Linked DNA regions of Mus musculus: region 1 is linked to region 2. The links are chromatin contacts, called in public Hi-C maps. All regions are on one chromosome and are shown on one strand. The core of a region is the stretch at or near the end of the contact, and the rest is flanking DNA. Distances in the headings are between cores, read along the strand shown. Region 1 holds the start of Mak16 (MAK16 homolog). Region 2 holds the start of Gins4 (GINS complex subunit 4 (Sld5 homolog)).

The links. Hi-C and Micro-C count contacts between places; a contact is called where the count stands out from the background.
Region 1: a contact with region 2 is called in a Hi-C map of CD8 T cells, with 4 times the contacts expected there. The contact joins the promoter of Mak16 here to the promoter of Gins4 in region 2. A contact is called at or near these places in 2 of 39 promoter capture datasets (cranial neural crest and pre-B cells) and 1 of 484 Hi-C or Micro-C datasets (CD8 T cells).

The regions. Positions count from the first base shown.
Region 1 is chr8:31,167,253-31,170,984 of GRCm38.p6, forward strand. It overlaps Mak16 (MAK16 homolog), which reads right to left and starts at 1,472. Exons shown (of 10, transcript NM_026453.3): 1 at 1,413-1,472. The coding sequence starts at 1,427.
Region 2 is chr8:23,235,684-23,239,233 of GRCm38.p6, forward strand. Gins4 (GINS complex subunit 4 (Sld5 homolog)) reads right to left here and starts at 1,985. Exons shown (of 8, transcript NM_024240.6): 1 at 1,787-1,985; 2 at 1,297-1,416. The coding sequence starts at 1,392. Gm39141 (a long non-coding RNA gene) reads left to right here and starts at 2,097. Exons shown (of 3, transcript XR_870246.2): 1 at 2,097-2,185.

The DNA of each region.
Region 1 (3,732 bases), core at 222-2,721, 7.9 Mb after region 2:
GTGTTCATTATCCATTGTCCAATTCTGCACAGCACTAGATACTTAGATATACACACCATCATCACAACCTTATTACCTTCTACCTTGTCTCTCTAATGTGTTCTGCACTCTAAAGTAAAGGCACTGCCGTCTCCAAACACAAACCCTGGCGTTTGCTGGATGAGAACAATCCTACGGTCCTTACATCCCGGAACCTGGTGAAGTGCATAGTATATAAAAACGGTGCATCAAGTTGCAATCACTAAAGCCACATATGGGGGTGTGTGTGTGAGCATAAAGGTCTCTAGATGGACTGCACTGAAGAGCCAAGAAGGACCCTAGAGCAGTTAAAGGGGGGAAGAACGAAGGGCCAAAGAATAAAACACACAGGGGTAAGGATTGTAGGAAACGAGAAGTGGAGTGGGTGTATTATTCAGCTTCGTGGTCAGACCTCTTACACATCATTTGGTCACACCTCTTTCCTGGGCACCGGATTTGTCTGTGCGCCCAGCTGCCCACTTAGCATCTCTAAAAGGATCCCGATGGTAAACATACCCCAGTGCAACTCTCATTTTCACGCTCTTCTTAAATTAAAAAAAAAAAAAAATACAACAGTTCTCCCTAGTTCCCACTAAAAAAGACCTGGAAACCATTTCCTTCAAGGTTCTCCCTGACCTTGTCCGGGCAAGCCTATCAAATCCAGTCTCCCCCTCATCCTCTGGATTCCTGTAACAAGTCCTTCCCTATCTCTCATCTTTGTACCTTTACTATTCCTACGGCTCTTCAGTGGCTGCCTCAGTCCCAATTCTGGGGTTTTTAGCCCAATGTGACTGATCTACCGCTCTTTCTCCATTACTCCTCTTTCATAGTACCGTTATTCTCCATCCCCAGAGTGCTCATGAGAGCAGAGGTTTTTTTGGTTTTTTTTAAATGTCTTTTGCCCGACTGTTAACAACCAATCATCACACTGAACCTACACCAGTTGGATACTGGCTATGTACTTACAACTCTGTGAACAGACAAACGAAGTCTTACTTCCGAAACTACGCCTCGGGCAGGCTGCAGAGCAAAATAAAAAGCCTAACACTGGAGAGGTAGCGCTCATGGAGGAGTTCCCTAAGCACGGATTTTAAACATCGCATCTCTCCCGCCTTGCCACCCCGAGACAACTGCCGTTCAGATGGCAGCTGGCACAAAGGGCTTCACTGCCAAGCACTAGGGACTAAGGAAGCCCACCCGGCGGGCTGGGGCTGGGGTGGCCTGGCCTTCTACACGCGCGTGGGAAGCCACTATCGGAAATCGGGGCTCTGCAAGTCTCGCCATCCGGGAGAAGCGGAGACAAACGGGCCGTCTGAGCGTGCGGGACTGAATCCTAAATGAGCGAAATGCCGCGCAAAACCCAGTGGTGCCAAGGCGAGAGGAGGAAAACTCACGTCGTCCGACTGCATGGTGCCGGCAGCTCAGCTCGCCGCATTAGGAAGGACCGGGGAAGCGGCCACGCTTCTTCCGCGGAGCCACTTCCGGAGAGCCACTAACCTATCGCGAGAACGTCTCAGTGTCCCAGAAGCCCGTGACGTCCCCGGGCACAGTGAGCATGCGCGCTTCCGCGCCAGCGCACGCTTGGATCCTGGCGTGCTCGCCTCCGGCAGCCCTTGCCCTAGGAGCGCACATATCGTCTTGTCCTGCTTGCTGTGTCTCTGCGCGAGCTCCAAACCTCTAAAAAGTGGGGCTTCTTTGTCCTCTCTAACCCAAGGCGCACCCTCCGAGTCACTTGTGCACGCGCGGGGCTTTAATGCTAATTACCGTCCCATTTCTGGCCGTGGCCGCGTGCCTGGAAAGCCTGAAGCCGTCAGCTCTTTTACCAACCCGCGGGAACTTCTAGCAGCCATCTCCGTTCTCACTTTGAAACACACACGGCAGTGTCGTATGGGGAAACAACATAACAAACGAAAAAAACCTGTATGCATGTGACCCCCAAACGGACAGATTCTACTGTCGCTCCCTTGCTCCTTCTGTAAGGATCAAACTCGGGTTACCAGACTCACACTCCTTCCTGAGCCATTATCCAGGCCTGAGAAAGTGCTTTTAAAAGGTCAGCAGGAGTGATAATAAAATGAGGGTTGCTTCCCCAGTTCTCCCTTTTGAAAGCCATTAAGTAGTTCAAGTGATTTTGAAGAAATTGTCATGTGCCAAATACAGTCCCGGACAGAGCAATGAAGGGGAACAATGTTCTACACCCTCAAGGTCCTTACTTAGCAATGGGATTCAGAGACTTGTACCATAAACTGTATAATATAATGTTTAAGTACTGTTAAGTGCTGTAAAAGCAACGAGGCAGCTGTGAACACTCAGCTAGTGGGGAGGTTGGTTCGGGAGCTTGAGACCAACTTGAGTTTTACAGGGAGGTCATAGCCGGATGCTGGCAATGGTGATAACGATGAGGATAACGCAAAGTAAGTTAGTGGAGACAGGTTCTTTTAGAAAGGTTTATATGTAGCAGACAATGGCCTAGTCGGTCATCAATGGGAGGAGAGGCCCTAGATCCTGTGAAGGTTCTATGCCCCAGTATAAGGGAATGCCTGGAGTGGAATGCCAGGAATGGGAGTGGGTGGGCTGGGGAGCAGGGGGAGGGGGTAGGGGATTTTCGGAGGGGAAACTAGGAAAGGGAATAACCTTTGAAATGTAAATAAAATATCTTTTAAGAAAGGAAGGTTTATTGGGAGAATGCGGTAGAAGTAAGTGATAATTAGGTAGAGAATCACATTGAGGTAATGCAGTAAGTTGTGGCATCAGGGTGTGTGTGCCTTTTAAGGAAAGATAATGAAGAGCCCTACACTTAAGGAGATAGTTGGAGTAAAAACAGACAAAGGAAAAGTGTGGGCTAGAGAACGGAGAGCAAGAGGAAAGATCAGTAGGAAATTAAACCAGGAGGAACCCAGACCCAAAGTATATGCAGCCTTACAGTACAGCAAAGTATATGACCTTTGTGGTAAACATCTGAGGTCTGCATGCTAGATTGCATCTCTGATGAAACAGTAACGTATGACAGCGTGATATTGCTCTCCTCACAGCTCTCAAACTGAGTGTGGGTGCAGCCAACAGTGTGGTTGGCCTTGTGTGTGGTTGTGGGGAACCCAGTGCCTTAATCATGCTAGGCAAGGTTGTACCATTGAGCGACACCTGTCACCCTGTATTGAGCTACATCTGGCTGTCTATTTGTTTTTTGAGAAAGAGTGTCAGTGTAACAGTCTGGCATGCAACTCATTGTATAGCAACCCAGGCTGACCTCACACCTGTGAGCAATCCTCCTGTCCCCCCACCTTCTCCACTGGGATTACAAATGTGAGCCCCAACATTGAGCTGTGAATAATTTTAAAAGGTGATGGCACCCACTGCCTTCAAGGAGAAAGGTATCCTCCCACAATGCGCCACCAAACTGTGAGGTCCAAAGAGGCCGAATAAAGGGATGCAATTCCCTGACAAGATTATGAACTTCACACAGCAGTGTGTAATGGTATCAGGTTACACTGAGAAAATAATGGGACAGAATAGAGAGCTAGGAACATTTCCACCCATACGAGGTGAGCAGGCACACCAGAATTTGCACTGCATCAGAGAAAGTGTCCCTACACCATTGATGGGACAATAGGTCATTTGCATGACAAAACTCACAGAAAGCTACACTAAGGCCATCCTAACTGAAGAAAGGGAAGTGGGGAGTGGTAGAGTATTCTTTTAAGTGCTGGGGGGAAA
Region 2 (3,550 bases), core at 735-3,234:
CCATATCCCCCGACTCCATCTCAAAATTCATGGCCTCTTTTAAATTATTGTTACCTATATATACAAATAAATGCATAGATAGAACCTGCTGGATTCATGCGGTGTTGCTCGTCTGTCTGTTTTCAGGGATGGCCATTTGGCACTGGATAACCATTTAGGGACCTCATCCCGAGGAAGACTAATAATCTTCCTCTCTCAGCTGTCGTTATTCGTCTGCAGCTCACTTAGGGGTGGGGCCTTGTGAGGTTCCCCATCCGTGTTGGAATGCCATTGTCATTCATTGTTTGGGTCCTGTCTAAGCAGCAATATTCCTGAGCTCTCATGGGCACAGCCTCCCTGACATATAGAGAGGATAACCCTGCAGCAGATGTCCTGGTCCTCTGTCTCTTCCTGCTCTCTCTTCTTTGGCGTTCCCTGAGCCTTGGTTGTAGGGGCTATGTTGTAGAGGTATCCACTGGAGGTGGGTACCCATGGTCAACTGTCCTCTAAAGAACACTCAATAGTATACGCCATGAATGTCCCAGAACTTATAGGGCAACACAGTGCATGCTTTTACTGCCAGCACACAGAGGGCAGAGGCAGGTGAACTCTGAGAGTTCAAGACCGGCCAGTGATGCATAGTGAGGCCCTATCTCAAAAACAAACTTAAAACAAACAAACAAAAAGCAAAAACAAAACCTAAAAAACCCCAAGCATGTTCAGAATTCCTAAACTACCCGAGGTTCATGAGAAGATATTATTGAAGGAGGAGGAGGAGGAGGAGGAGGAGGAAAAGAAGGAGGAGGGGAAGAAGAAGAAGAAGAAGAAGAAGAAGGAGAAGGAGAAGGAGAAGGAGAAAGAAGGAGAAGGAGAAGAAGAAGAAGAAGACGACGACGACAACAACAACTATGCAAGAAATAATCACTGCTATTATGACCAAAAGGGATGGCAATTTCTTGTTAGAGCAGATATCTTCCAATGGGGGAGGAAACAGAGGAAGAGACTACTATAGAGAAATGGCATGCTTCTCTACAGATCACACACATCTTTACGTCCTCAAAATAGCACAGCAGAGCATTGCTTTGTGAAACATTCTACTACATGTGTCCAAAGCCTACTTTTACTAGCCATCCTTGAAGACTGACAAGATGAGACTCCTAAAGAAGGCCCTGCTTTCTGGCTTCCTATTTTTATGCAGATGTTACAAACACTGCTCTTTGGAAACAAATCTTCTGTTTCCTTATTTTCTGAGCCGTGGTACTGCACACCTGGAGTAAGTTAAGAGCTAAGAACACGGGACATATTTGGGGTGCTTACCTGCTCCAGCTTTTCAATGAGCTCTGCAGGAGTTAGGACCATCTCCTCACTACCCCCATCAGAGTCCTGTCCGTGGAGATCCAGAACCTCCGTCATCGTTTCTCAACCGGGAACCTACACCTGAAAAATAAACCAACACCCTGAAAAGCTTCTCCCACTTACTTGCAAGAAAAGGCATTTAGGGACAAGTTTATTGGGGCTGAAGGGGGTGCACTGGCCAGGGATGGCGAAATCAGAGACTGATTTTTCAGTGTTGGGTTTAGTCCCTTGGTCGGTTTCTCTCCTAATCTTTCCCGCTGCATGGGCCTGGACCTGGGCAGATACCACACTAAACCGCAATGCTCCTTGTCGTCGCCAGGAGCAGCGTTTTGCCTCAGTGGCCCAGGAGCCCATTCGGTTCAAATGAGAAAAGTGCATCGTGTCAAGTGCTCGGCACATCGCGTCCTCAGCTGCAACTGACCCGGGGTCGCTTGGACACTCCAGCGCTCACCTCGCAGTTGGCACTCAAAGCGGCTACACGGCTCAGGGATCCCTCTTCCCTTCTCTCCTAGCCGGCACGCTCGGGGGACACCACGGACTGAGGCTCCCCGAGCGGTGGGCGCCGGAGATCGCGCGGAAAGCCCGCGGCCCACAGACCCGACCAGCAGCGGTACAGCTCCCGCGCTCCTTTCCCCAAACACAGCGTCGACAGGAAAACGTCTCCGCGCTGCGGGAGCACTAACCAATCAGGCCCAGGGGAAAGCGGACACACGCCCCTTGGCCCCGCCTACCCCGGGGCGGGCTCTTGCCGAGCTATAGAACATACTTCCGGAAGGCGGGGAAGGAGGCCGGGAGTGAAGTGCCGGGTGGCACCGTCTCGGGACGGCCACGTGGGGGCGTTCGGCTCACAGTAAGGAAACCAGGCAGCGCCGTCTTGTGGCGAATCGGTACAGGGCCCAGTTCCTTCCTTCCTTTAACATTTACTGTGTGTGGGTTGGTTCCATTGCCAAACCTGTTCACAGATTCATATATGTGTGTTGAAACTACATTTAAGAGACTCACTCCATTGTCCTTCCTTTACATTTTTTTTTTGCGCAGAGTTGTTCTCTAATGTTATTTGAGTTGTTCTTTTTGGTGATGAAAGAATGCCTACTGACTTTCTAGGATTCTACCTTTTTAGTGAGTGTGAATGCAATATACGCATGTGGTACATGCTCAGGTCACGATCGCATAGCAAGTGCTGTTACCCACTGAGCCCCCTTAAGATTATTTTTATAGATATATTTCCTTATTTTCATGTATGTTAGTATGTGTGCTTGCACATGAGTGTGGTGCCAGCTGAGGACAGAAGAATGCACTGGATCCTGATGGAGCTCATAACATGTGGTTATGAGCTGTTCCACATGGGTACCGACAACCAAACTCCAGTCCTCTGGTTTAGAGCAAGTGCTCTAAACCAATGAGCTATCTATCTCTCCAGCCCCTAGCCCCTTATATTTTTTAAGTGCCAAACTTCCTAATTAGCTTCAGAGATGGAATCAGATTGCAAATTTTTATAGTTTTATATACCTATAAATTATGCATCCTGACATATTACTACTTGAAAGAGTAAGAAATAACAGAGGATTGAGCCGGGTGTGGTGGCACAGGCCTCTAAGCCCAGCACTTGGGAGGCAGAGGCAGGTGGATTTCTGAGTTTGAGGCCAGCCTGGTCTACAGAGTGAGTTCCAGGACAGCCAAGGCTACACAGAGAAACCCTATCTCGAAAAACAAAAACAAAACCACAACAACAACAAAAAGAAATAACAGGACTAATAGAAAGTTATGGAAATTTGAATTTGTGGTAGCCTAAAGATTCTTGGTATTATACCTATTTTTTAAATTAAAATGATTTGTATAGATGGGAGCGGGGGAATGTGGTGCAGTGGTACAGTACAATCTTAGCATTTAACCTGGGTCCAGTCCCCAGCAACTAAGTAAAACAAAATCTCTTTCTACAGTTTATCACTGACGTACAAAAAATTTTCATTATTTATTTTTATTTGATACAGGGCCTCATCATGTAACTCTGACGAACCTGGAACTTGTTATGTAGAGCAGATTAGCCTCAAACTCATAAAGATCCACCCACCTCTGCCTCCTGGTGGCGTAAACATTTTAATATTCATCTGCTAACAGGATGCTTATATTTTGTTCCACATATCATTAGATTGATATTTTATTATCAAATAAGCATGGAACAGATAAAATAAATTACATCTGTAGAGTAGCCCAG